Regions from separate parts of the Ovis aries genome. Here all the other regions are linked to region 3. The links are chromatin contacts, called in public Hi-C maps. All regions are on one chromosome and are shown on one strand. Each heading gives the region's core, a stretch centred on a gene start, on an enhancer-like site or on the middle of the called end of the contact. The rest is flanking DNA. Distances are from core to core; before and after follow the strand shown.

Region 1 (4,360 bases), core at 618-3,117, 250 kb before region 3:
AACACACTGGTTCCAAACAGGAAAAGGAGTACATCAAGGCTGTATATTGTCACCCTGCTTATTTAACTTCTATGCAGAGTACATCATGAGAAATGCTGGACTGGAAGAAACACAAGCTGGAATCAAGATTTCCAGGAGAAATATCAATAACCTCAGATATGCAGATGACACCAACCTTATGGCAGAAAGTGAAGAGGAGCTAAAAAACCTCTTGATGAAAGTGAAAGAGGAGAGTGAAAAAGTTGGCTTAAAGCTCAACATTCAGAAAACGAAGATCATGGCATCCGGTCCCATCACTTCATGGGAATTAGATGGAGAAACAGTGGAAACAGTGTCAGACTTTATTTTTGGGGGCTCCAAAATCACTGCAGATGGTGACTGCAGTCATGAAATTAAAAGACGCTTACTCCTTGGAATAAAAGTTATGACCAATCTAGATAGCATCTTGAAAAGCAGAGACATTACTTTGCCGACTAAGGTCCATCTAGTCAAGGCTATGATTTTTCCTGTGGTCATGTATGGATGTGAGAGTTGAACTGTGAAGAAGGCTGAGTGCCGAAGAATTGATGCTTTTGAACTGTGGTGTTGGAGAAGACTCTTGAGAGTCCCTTGGACTGCAAGGAGATCCAACCAGTCCATTCTCAAGGAGATCAACCATGGGATTTCTTTGGAAGGAATGATGCTAAAGCTGAAACTCCAGTACTTTGGCCACCTCATGCGAAGAGTTGACTCATTGGAAAAGACTCTGATGCTGGGAGGGATTGGGGGCAGGAGGAGAAGGGGATGACAGAGAATGAGATGGCTGGATGGCATCACAGACTCGATGGACGTGAGTCTGAGTGAACTCAGGAAGACGGTGATGGACAGGGAGGCCTGGCGTGCTGCGATTCATGGGGTCGCAAAGAGTCAGACACAACTGAGCAACTGAACTGAACTGAACTGAACTGATAACATGTCAAAACTTAACTTGATAGAAATAAATTCTAAAGCACATATTGATAAGATGTCAAAGCCTAAGTTAATAATACAAAGTTCTGTAGAAGGGAAGAGGGTGTCTAGGTATATAACACGCTGTTGATTTGCATTTTCCCAGGGTACATTTTTAGAATATTTATCACAGGCCTGAATAAGGCTCAAAAAATAAGTAGAGTTTTCAGTTGAACTTTCAAACATTCAACAAATGCTTCAATTCAATGCCTATATAGCTTGCTTGAGAGTAGATCTCTTACGGAGTGAAATACTGCCAAGAGGGTCTAGATAACCACTGAGGAGTCAGAGAGATACCCTGTCTACTCTCTGAAGAAGCTTCCAGGACAGTGGGTGGAAAGAGAGAGTGCTCAAAACAGCGCCCCTAACACAGGAAAGGGGTATCAATCAAGAACAGCCTCCCGGAGGGAGGGGAATGGCACTCCTGGTGAGTCAGATTCCTCAGCCCCTAAAGTCAAGCAATGCGCTTGGAGCACGTCAAGGCCTAAGCTTGATGAAAAGAGAAAGAAAACATACAGAAAGAAAGCGGAAGGAGGAAAAGAAAAAACAAACGCATTTCATTCTCCCCGACAAGGAGCATGTATAAATACTACTTCAGAGGTTGGGAGGTCCACGCTAGAGACACTTCCGACAAAATACAATTAGCGAACCCTACAGGGCAGTCCATGAAAACCAAGCCTCTCGCACCTAAACCTGCGTCCCCGTCAGTCCTCCACGCACCTGGAGGCGCTGTTCTCACTGCGCAGGCGTCAGATACGACGTTAAGAGTTCCGGGTCTTTTCCTAAGACTCCTCTCTAGCCACCACGCTTCCGTTTCTCTACTGCTCTCCGCTGAAGTCTCCGGCGGGCACTTGGGGGCGGGCTGGGGGCTGGCCTTCCGGGAAAAGGGCTCACTGGAGAGAAGGTCACAAGTAGGTAAGGCCGTACGTGACTTTTAGGGGGGGCTCTGTAGTGAGTTGTGGGCGATGGCTTTAGAGACCGAGCGGGGGTCTCCAACCTTGTAGAGTCGCCGAGAATAGGACAAGTCAATTTCATTAACCAGCTTGGAGATTTCACAGGTATCACCCAAACAGCTTGGCCTTCTCCTGCTTAACTTGGTGAATTTACCCAGCGAAGGGCCCTAGCGTAGTTTCCTCTCCGGCCCAACAATTACTCTGATCAGGCAGCATTCAAGTCTCGGTTACTATGCTTATCAGTCGGCCTTAGGTGTGTGGAAGTCGGGGGTAATGCAGATAAGTTGTATCAGCTTAAATATATTAGCGAAAAGCCCAGCTTGACACTGCTGCTTCCATCACAGGAGAGAGGTGTGATCCAGGCAGTTGGAGGGGGTTAGGGATGTTGTCGTTGAAATGAGTAAAGCTTGACCTACATTCAGAGCCGATCATGTCTCTCAGACCCAGTCAAATAATTAGCACCAAGCTTTAAAAATAATAAAGCATTATGTCTAGTTGGCTTTTTGTATGTGTGAAACACGCGTGCACAGTGTGTGACTTCCTTACCCGATGACTTTTGCCTGTCACCCTGGCAAGGCAGTGAGATAGTATAACTGTCCTGTAGTAAATGAGAAAAGGAAGGCAAAGAATACATACTACTACAAACACGATATGACCATTAAAGTAGAAAGGCAAAATTCCAGCCAGCTTTTGTACTCCAAAGCTGGCGCTGTCCACTGACTAGTGGTTTTTGAGAAGCCTGCCTCCGCAGCAGAATTTACACACACACACCTTTTAGCATATGCTTCTAAATACAGCTCCCCGAGATTCACCACACTGAGGGATACCCAGATTAAGAACTCTTGAACATCATCCACACTTTTCAAAGAACACAGGCAAACATAATCCAAAGTCAGTTACTGTACAAACCTGACCTTTTTACTGCATCAGACCTATCAGAAAGATACAGAAACTTGCCCTTATATGCTAAAGTAAAAATATGGACATTTTCTCCCGTCTTGCTCCAGCCAGCACATTTCAGTAATTCGTTTTTACTTAGCATTTTCAGTCCAGGTAATTTTTCTTCATGATACCGTTTTATTTAGTTCACATTTAAAGAAAATCTGATATTTTAAGTGGCCTCATGTGGATAAAAATCTAGTTTACTTGCCTTTTACCTTAATGTCTTTCACACAGTAAACATGTTCTTTTTTGTTTGTTTGTTTTTAAGATAAAGTTGAAAGTTTCCGTAAAGGGACATACGAGGATCCTGAAAAGTCCTAGGTAAGGCTTTCCCAATCTTAAAAAAAAAATCAAAGCTAGTAAAGAGTGGCAGTTTGCCAGTCTCAGGACCAGTATTTAGGGACAGCATAACTTTTGAGCTGTTTTAATCTATGTGAAAGAAAGGATTACCTAGCACCTATGCCATTCTTCACAGCGACTCAGCAGCAGCAGCAGCATGCCACCCTTCATCCGGAGCATATAGGTCTGGGCTCTGTAAGAGGCCACAAAACAGTAACTGGTAATTGTTAGAGCCATTTTGTTTGCTTCTATTTAGCAAGGGCTGCTTTGTTTCTAGTAAATGTTTCAGGTCTGGAGAAGCTTATTCTCTTTCTCCATCAGAAAAGTTCTAGGCCTTGAGTTTGTGATATGACCATTTCCACAGGATTCGTCTTCTTTTTTTTTTTTTTTTTTTAACAAATCTTCCTACTTACTTACTTATGTATTGCTGCACTGGTCCCTCATCGCTGGATGCGGACTTTTCTCTAGCAGCAGTGCCCGGGCTGCTCACTGCGGCGGCTTCTCCTGATGCAGAGCATAGGCTCTAGTGCACAGGATCACCAGCTGCAGCACACGGGCTTAGTTGCCCCGTGGCACATGGAATCTTCCCAGACCAGGGATCAAACCCATGTCCCCTGCACTGGCATGCAGACTCTTAACCACTGGACTACTAGGGAAGCCCTCCGTTGGGTTCTAATGAGACCTTGTTATCCATGAGCCATGTCCCAGCACTTTGCTGCCTTCCAGGGCTGCCATGGAGATGACTTAGCATCCTGTGTTGCTTTCAGTGACCACAGTCCTGCTGAGTCCCTTGCTCGTTACTGCCAAGCTGTGGTCCCCTCCCCTGTGTTTCCCTGGGCGTCAGTGTTTGTAAGTGAGGATACCATTCCAGGGAGGCACAGGTTCAGCTGCATGGGGTATGCATCTCCTTTTGTGCATGGCTAAATGAGGACAAGGAACAAACAAATGTGTCTGTATATAGAATGTATGAATACCAGGCACATTTAGGTTTTTGTTTTTTTAGTTTGCCGTTTATTCAGTGCCACTGTCTTATTTCTCACACAGTCATGCAAGCTTTGTTTTCCGAAAGGGAAACTCATATTTAGAGACAATAGGTAATTGTTCACCCAATTTTGGTTGAACTCCGGAAGTTGATAATG
Region 2 (4,284 bases), core at 1,429-3,928, 180 kb before region 3:
CTTTGGGATGTCTTTTGTTGAATTTGGGAAAGATTTCGTGACTTACCCGTATCCAATAGCAGAAGTGATGCTGTGTGACTTTGGAAGCTAGGTTAGCTTCCACCTTGCTTACAGGAACCCGAGGGTATGGAGCCCTCAGCCACCTTGTTAGAAGTCTCACTACCCTGAGGCAGCCATGCTAGGAGGAAGCTCAGGCCACCTGAAGAGAGGAATTCTGGCTTATGGTCCCAGCTTCAACCATCAGAGACAGGAGGAAATCAGCTTCCCGATGATTCCAGTTCCCCACCACTGAGACACCTCCAGGCAGTCAATCTTCCCAGTCGAGGTCACAAACATCATGGGGCAGAAATAAGCCACATCTGCTATGCCTTGCCTGAATTCTGACCGAGAGGGTGACTATATTTTATAAAGGGCAAACCTATTAAGTTTTATCCTCACAATGATACAGATAGACAGGACTGGCATTATCATTACCCTCATTTTAGAGACTGAAAGAACAACAAACAGGGATTTGTGCTTACTAGCCTTGAGATTATATAGCCAAGATGTGGCATGCCGACACTAAAATACTAATCTTTGGATTCCAAAGTTTATGCTTTCCATTATATTTTTCCATCTGGATTCTGTGGGTCTTTAGAACAGCTTAGGGAAATCAAAGAAGATATATGCAGAATGTGATGATGAAGTCAGAAAATACTGAATAAACAAAAGCTAACAAGAATAAATATTAAATGGATGCGATCCCCCATTCTGTGGAGAAAAAATAAGAGATGATCCACAGATTGTGGCCTACAAGGAAGGTTATACTTTAAAATGCAACCAATGGAAAAAAATCTTGGAGTTTTAATGCTATGAAGAAGTGAGATAATGATGTAATATTTTTAGGGGTTGATTTTTTAAAAAATGAAATAGGACAGGACTATTAGAGAATAAAAACTCTGCCAACTGTATTTTTGATGGTATCGAGGGAGAAAGGTGCTACGATTGGCTGCTGGTTCCATGTTCCTCTGCTTAGAATTCCTTATAGTAAAGAAGGCCACTTTAGACTTGTATAGCTCAGTGACATTATCCTTTACCATCATCCTCTATCATTATCCTCATTTACACTATTTTTGATAAGCCATCTTTTGATTTAAATTTAGTGTCTCCAAGAGACTTCTCTACTTAGAAGAAAAGTACAGAGAATACTAAGCTCATCCAATAGGTGGTATTCTAATTTCCCCCTATTGTCCCCTATTTTTCAATGTAGGAGAATATTAGCATTCTGATTAAACAAGAAGCCTCACACAGAAATCCTTACCTTGGGAGTAATGATCAGCTCCTGGACTCATATTGACTCTATCCATACACAGACATCCTGCTTCAGATGTCAGTAGAACAGTCTTCTATCTCTTGAATCATGGTGAATACAAGAAGGTCACTGGTGACTTCCCCCCCATGGGTAGTCCACTTAGAGCATACCATGACTTGATGCTTGGGTTATTTTGTGATTACCTGAACCCCATCAGGAGTTCACAGTAATTCTCACTGCTTCTTACTCTGATTTTTCCCTTTCTTAAGTTTTTCCCCCAGCATATTTCCCCTACTGGTCACATAAATGTATTTTTTAATTATAAGCCAGATTTAACGAATTCCATTCTGTAATTGGGTCTCTCAAAGGTAATTTACCTCTCCTCTCGTTTTCACGCATATTTTGCATAGAGAATGCCTTGGGCTATTCTGTTTATGAACTGCACAAAAGTATTTAAAATATTTTGAATGATTTCCTTGAAAATTAAATAATTCAAATTTGGATGCTTCCGATGTCTAGAATGCTCCATGCCTTGTGCAGGCCTTAGTGCATGGAAAATGATCTACTTCCATTTGTTAAATGAATGAATCAGGAAAACGAAAAACAGACTAAAACATTTCATTCCTAAACGATGGTAAAGAAAAAAAAAAAAAAGGTTTAGACTTCCATTTAGACCCGCTTTGACAGACCAAATCCTTTAATGAAAAGGATCCAGGCATCATTCTGGTAACCTGGCTTTTCCTAAATATATTTCTATCAAATTCTGCTTGGCTGTTGCAACCTCGGGGTTTCAAGTCTTTATTTTTACGACTCGGGGACTTTCGTTGTAATGATAATGGAAATAACACAGTAGTATGGGCTTTCCGCCTTCCTCCCTCTAGGATTTCAACTTCTCCTCCAATCTCCTCTTCGAGTAAATCCGACAGCACAGAACAGGTTTAGGACTGAGGAGAAGAGAATTAATCGGAGCCATGGAAACGGCCGAGCGGAGGAAACGTGGGAGACGAGGGTGGGCAGGAGGGGTAGGCACCCTCCCCTGACGACGGCGCGAGGGCGCTCCAAGGATCACGTCACGCACCTCAGGTGACGTCACGACCGTGACACGCGGGTGACGCCGTTGCCGCGGCGACTTCCAGTCGTCTCCGCCCCCTGCCCCCGCCCCTCCCCCCCGGCCTACCGTCCTTCCCCCAATCCCCTCAGGCTCAGCTGCGCCGGGGGCCGCAGGCCGGTTCCCGAGGTGGCCCAGGCGCCGTCCCACCGCCGACGCCGCCCGGGCCGCCCGGGCCGTCCCTCCCCGCCGCCCCCCGTCCTCCGCCTCCGCCTCCCCCCGCCCTCCGCCTCCCTTCCCCCTCCCCGCCCAGCAGCGGTCGCTCGGGCCCGGCTCTCGGTTATAAGATGGCGGCGCTGAGCGGCGGCGGCGGCGGCGGCGCGGAGCAGGGCCAGGCTCTGTTCAACGGGGACATGGAGCCCGAGGCCGGCGCCGCGGCCTCTTCGGCTGCGGACCCCGCCATTCCCGAGGAGGTGAGTGCCGGCGCACCTGCGCCCCTCCGGTCTCGGGGCTCGGCTGACTGATGTTTATTTTGGGGGAAAGAGGTGGCGGTGGGGGCTCCGGTTGCCCTCAGCCACCTTCTCCTCGGGGCTCTGCGGGCTGAGAGACTGGCTTTTCCCACCTGGCCCTCCCCGCCAGGCAGGAGCTCGCTACGTAAACACACACAATGGCCCAGGGGGGTTTCCCTGGTCCGCGCTCTGGGCTTGGGGGATTCGGGCAGCCGTGGTGGAGCAGGAGGCTATCAATAGGGGGCGAGACTCGGGGTTGGTCCGAGAAGGTCACGGCTGGCTGAAGGTAGCCAGCCTCGCATCTCCTGGATGTTTTCTTTATTTTTGGTGGTGGACGGGTAGGGGGGGAGCTGGGGCCGGCATCCTGGTGAAATCCGTGGGTTAGTAGCCGGGGCCGGGACCCCAGCCGGAGTTAACGTTGTGTGTAATTATTACATGGTCACGGTGAAGATGGGCGCATCATTCTCTGTTTAACTCTCCCCGACTCTGCCCCTTTTCAGGCCGCTGCCCTCCCTCCGCTTCTCTACTTGTTAGGGCGGAGGGGAGGATTTCTCGTCACCTGTTTTAACCAGCTAATGGTTTTGATCTAGCCTCTACTTTTTCAATCTTCAGTGCCAGTGTTTCCGTTCTTTCTTCCATCCCGACCTCAGACCCCGGTTCCTAATGTTTGCAGTGTCGCCAGCTGGTAACCCCCATCCCAATTCCACCTGCCTCCCCGCTCCTTTGCCAGTGGTCGGACCTGCCTGCTCCTAACCTCAGCTTCTACTTAAGACGATTTTCTGCACCTCTCTTGTCTTAGTCTTGTTGAGGCCCTCTACTTCATTCCCCCGCTCCGTAACATGTTACGGTTACAAATCCTTCTGGACACTTTGGAACTACTTACTTTCTGAATCCTGAAGCTGTCAAGATTCCGTCAGATTTCACTTGCTTTCGTGGCACCTTTTAGTCCATCATCCATTGTGCACCCACACCTCTTTGTTTATTCCTACCTGTGGTTTTTAAATAGGTTTGATTGATTTCTTTCTGTCCTATTTTTTTTCTTTTACTTTTTCTTCTTTAGCCCTTCCATCTCTCAGCCACTGTTTATTTTAGTCTCTTATCACCTTGTCAGATTACTTTCTTTACATTTTGGGTTTTATTATGTAAAATGTATTACATAAAATAATACACTTTATTATGCTTTCCAAATAATGAGATAATGTATGGTATGATAACTGTGCTTTATAATTACTGATTAGATAATGTGATTTAACGCCATTGACTTTGCTCAAAGTTCTTTCCTTCGTACTACAGCACTTACATTTTATTTCCCAGTTCTCATAACGTCTCATTCGTTCTTCTGTCTGTGCAGTTCTTTTTCCTGCTTCATCGTCTTTACTTTGAGATTCATCCCATATGCTTACTCTATTCAGTATCAGTTTGTTCACAATACTGTT
Region 3 (4,294 bases), core at 1,123-3,622:
CAAAATGCACTAGTTTTGTGAACATTAACACTTCCATGTTTCTTGATATATATTACCTAGTACCCTTTTTATTCTCTTCTACTCTAAAAGATTATTACTAGTTTCTATTTACAGAGTGTCTTATCACCTGTCAGACACCACACCAAGCACTTTATATATTATCATTTAATTTTCAAAACAACCTGAAGAGATAGATCTATGGTTATCAATGTTTACAAATGAGGACACTGGAGTATTATTGTTTGGTGACAAAGCCCAAGCTCTTAGATACTGCCCACAAACGACATTAATTCCCTATTTATGTAAATGTCTATCCAACACTTTTATTTGAAAGAGTCTATATAAAATATCAATAGCAATTAGCTCTGGGTGGTGTAAGAAGTGTGTTCTTTCTACATGCATGTGTGTATTCATGTAAGTATGTAAGGCAAACTAGACAGGCCTGAACATCCCTCCAAACAGAAACTACGAAAGCAGATTAATTTTTTTTAAACTTTTAATAAATCATTAAAATCTTGTTATGGAAGTACCAAGACCGCAGCGAAGAGGAACACCCCCTCGTCTTCCCATGCAGGCTCAAAGGCTATTGTTAGTGGCTCTCGATCTCTGTCCTCAGGTCACACATGCCTTTTCCTTCTCTCCATCCTACATCTGTCCCAGTTCCATCTTCATAACAGACACGTGGCTTTAAGCAAGTCAATCGTTTCATTTAGCTGGGTCTCAGTTCCCTAATAACAACAGCTATTTATACAGTACTTGTATGGTCTTTACTGAGCACCAGCAACTCTGGTAACAACACTTCAGAGATTTGTTACTCGTTTACTTCCCTGGGAGTCAACATTATTACCCCAATTAAACCTGTGAGAAAACTCAATTCTTAAGAGATCATGAAACTTTCCCAAGATCATAGCAAGAGCGTGGCAGAGGTGAGATCTGAACAGACAGTCTGGGGGCAGAATCCTGCTTTTAACCACTATTTTGCAGTGCCTCTTGGTAAAGTGTGGACTGTGGTCAGAGAGGCCTGGAACATCACCTGGAAAAATCCAGTGTACTGTTTTCAGTCCCGCTCTTAATCTCTCTGCACTCCCAGCTTGCTTTTGGTAGACCTGCCCTCCCTTGGCATCAGCACTGGGCTCTCCAGTGGGCTTCTCCCGCTACATCATGGGTGACTCTGCTTTTGCTCACTCTCTTAAATTCTGGTGTTGCAAAGGTAAACTCTAAAGGATACTAAGGGCTTTGGGTGACAATAATCTGTCAACATAGGCTCATCAACTGTAACAAACGTACCCTCCGGTGGGGGGATGCTGATAATGAAGCAAGCTATGCATGTGTGGCTTGGGGGGGTTTATGGGAAATCTCTGTACCTTCCTCTCAATTTTTTTTTTGGGGGGGGCGGGGACAACTAACTTCAGACATTGCCCAAGCATCCACTTTTGGCTCTCTTCCCATCCTTTCCCAGTCCACTCTCATGCCTTGGAGCGCTAATTCTCCACTCTCCAACCATAGTAACTTTTTAGAATTAAAAAGTGGCCACGTGATATCTGATTAAAACGACCGATCAGCGCCTCTGTTGGAAATCTCTCAGGCAGGGCTCTCTGTTTTAGTCGGTCAGTCGTGTCCGACTCTCTGTGACCCCCATGGAGAGTAGCCCGCCAGGCTTCTCTGTTCAGAGGATTCTCCAGGCAAGAATACTAGAGTGGGTTGCCATTCCCTTCTCCGGGGAAATCTTGATCCAGGGATCGAACTCGGGTCTCCTGCACTGCGGGCAGATCCTTTACTGTCTGAGCCACCAGGGAAGCTAGGGCACAGCCACGCATAAGGAGCATCTATCATTCTTTCCCTACGACCCGAGGTCTCCCGCCTCACCTCGCCTCGAGCTTGAAGCTTCAAACTACCCTGTACAGGTGATTTCCTCTGCCTGGCGCCCTCGCCTCCTCAGCTCCTGTCCTTGCTTCCAGATCAGCTCCAACTATCTCCACGTTCAACTGGTCAGCTTCCCGGGGGCAGCCTCCCTCTGGGGCCGGGACCGTCAGATACACACCTCTACCGGCTTCCCCGGCCCCGGCGTCGCGCCGTCAGACTACAAGTCCCAGCACGCCTCAGGGGTGGAGGCCGCCGCAGACCAGGACCGGCCCCTGCTGCTCGGCGTCAAGGTGAGGGCGTCCCGAAGGCTAGTGCCTTCCGCTAAAGCGGGCGAAGCCCCAACCCTAGGCAATACTCACCGACGGACGCCACCGGCTCCAACCGCCCGCGCGCAGCGGCCTCTGAAGAGGTGGCCTCCAACGTGAGCGAAAGGCGCCAGTCGCTTCAGAGCCGACATGCCAGCCATCGTTAGTCCGGCCGTTACCCAGGCCGCTCCGCCGCTACACGTCACTTCCGCTGGCACCCGCCCGGTGACGTCACAGCGTCGGCTCGCCCCCGTCCTGTGACGTAGGGAGGGCGGGGCAGCAGTAGTTACCGCCCCGAAGGAGCGTAGCAGTCACTTCGCTGAGGTGAGGGCGTCCGTGGCCGCCGCCTGAGCGCTCGGCTCGCTTGGAGCCACCAGACCGGGTCTCGCTTTGTGGGCCTGGTGGCGCCCTGACGAAAGGTCAGGGGTGTAGACGGCCCTGGTGGAGCCGGCGGATGGGCGTGCCGCACCTCGGCGCTCGGCTCCTGGAGCCCCTCTTTGTTACTGGACACTGAGGAACTTAACGCTGACATAGCTCGCTCTTTGCTACGGGTGCTGATCTAGGCGCTGTTAACCCACCCGGACCCGCCCCCCTGCCTGCTCCTCCCGAATTAACTACCCTTCCAGACCCTCCTAGGCTGCCAGATCCAAGCTAGTCCATTGTATTCCTCCCCTGAAAAGGCTCCACGATTTCTTTAAAGCCTTCATCGTTATATGGCTGTTCTGCAAACCTGAGCTTGATAACCAACCCGCAGCCCGTGGTTCTCAAATGTCAGCAGCTGGACTGGAGGTATCAGAATCCCGAGGAGTCCGACCCCAGCTATTATGGCTGGATAGGGCCAAGGAATCTGCATTTTAGCAAGCCCCCAATATACGCGGCGCTCCCGATCCCTGGATCCTGAGCCAGCCCTGGATTCTTGGCGTTTGTCTCTTAATATTGCCTTATATTAAGTCCTGGATGAACTCCAAATTTCCCAAACTTTGGGGAGCTGAAGAACCCCTTTCTCCAGCCTTGAAAACCCCAGCTCCCAAATTCTTAGTGTCCCAACTTATGGGTTATAGTTTTCCTAAGAATTCTCGATTTTTATAAACTTAACCTGCCAGCCTCACACCTTGGAGATTTCGATTTGAAATGGATCACCTGCCAAGCACTGAAGACTTCACACTGAGTGATAAGCATGAAAAATTGAAAATTTATGGAGAGAAAAAAAAAAAGAAAAGAAAATTTATGGAGAGAAACACGGACCTGAATTTAGGGATTTGAGTGTATTGAATATAACTGACACTCCTGTGGCAAGATATGGGCCTCCATGTGCCCAGTAGCTAGGAACCTCTCTCCCTGGAGAAAGGCTTCCTCTGGAAGACAGTGAAGGACAGGGAAGCCTGGAGTGCTGCAGTCCAAGAGGTCGCAAAGAGTTGGACACGACGTAGCAAACAAACAACACACCTTTCTGGAGAACTTACTGATTGACCCTCTGGCCCTGTAGAACTCATGCCCTTCCCCAAATCCACCTGCTATCCCTCCCCACCCCTGCCTTCTCCTGTCCTAACTTCTAAGTATATAAACTGTAGGAAAGAATGTACTATTTTCTGGATGCAAGTTGACTTTCCAGCTGATATGCAATAGTGTGGCTTTCTCTGGGACTACCATTCACTATTTACCCTTCCTAGTACATGCACAAACCATTAAGAGATGTTCATGAATGGGGAGAGCAGGGTCTTCCATCCTTCCAAAGAGAGCTCTCTGCCCATATTATGAGCTGCCTGCCTTGCTCCTAGGAAAGAACAATGCTGTGATTCCTAAGCCACAAAAAACAAACAAACAAAAAGGCAGCTTAAACAAAAACACTCCATGGAACTTGATAGTCTGAAGATCCGGAGTTCAGCCTCAGCTCCACCAATTAGCTCTGTCCATTTGGACAAGTCACTTCTCCAGGTCTCAGTACCCTTCATCAACCATTCAAGAGAGTACCTGGCCCACAGCATGTACTCAGCAATTTTTTATTACTCTGTCAATATTTTCCTGGCTGCAAAAGCTCTTCAGGTAAACTAAAATTCACTTACCGCCCCCCATCTTTGTTGCTCAATTACAAAATAAAAACTTAACTTTAATGCTGGCTTGTATTT

Evidence for each region. A called contact is a pair of places that touch in the nucleus more often than the background predicts.
Region 1: a Hi-C map of hypothalamus shows a contact between it and region 3, with 5 times the contacts expected there. The contact joins the promoter of MRPS33 here to the promoter of NDUFB2 in region 3. A contact is called at or near these places in 3 of 16 Hi-C or Micro-C datasets (hypothalamus, muscle and tail adipose tissue).
Region 2: a Hi-C map of hypothalamus shows a contact between it and region 3, with 4 times the contacts expected there. The contact joins the promoter of BRAF here to the promoter of NDUFB2 in region 3. A contact is called at or near these places in 4 of 16 Hi-C or Micro-C datasets (blood, hypothalamus, liver and 1 more).

The regions. Positions count from the first base shown.
Region 1 is chr4:105,689,957-105,694,316 of ARS-UI_Ramb_v3.0, reverse strand. MRPS33 (mitochondrial ribosomal protein S33) reads left to right here and starts at 1,867. Exons shown (of 4, transcript XM_060415149.1): 1 at 1,867-1,898; 2 at 3,151-3,203.
Region 2 is chr4:105,613,231-105,617,514 of ARS-UI_Ramb_v3.0, reverse strand. BRAF (B-Raf proto-oncogene, serine/threonine kinase) reads left to right here and starts at 2,678. Exons shown (of 18, transcript XM_060415160.1): 1 at 2,678-2,812. The coding sequence starts at 2,687.
Region 3 is chr4:105,436,621-105,440,914 of ARS-UI_Ramb_v3.0, reverse strand. NDUFB2 (NADH:ubiquinone oxidoreductase subunit B2) reads right to left here and starts at 2,372. Exons shown (of 3, transcript XM_004008110.6): 1 at 2,223-2,372. The coding sequence starts at 2,329.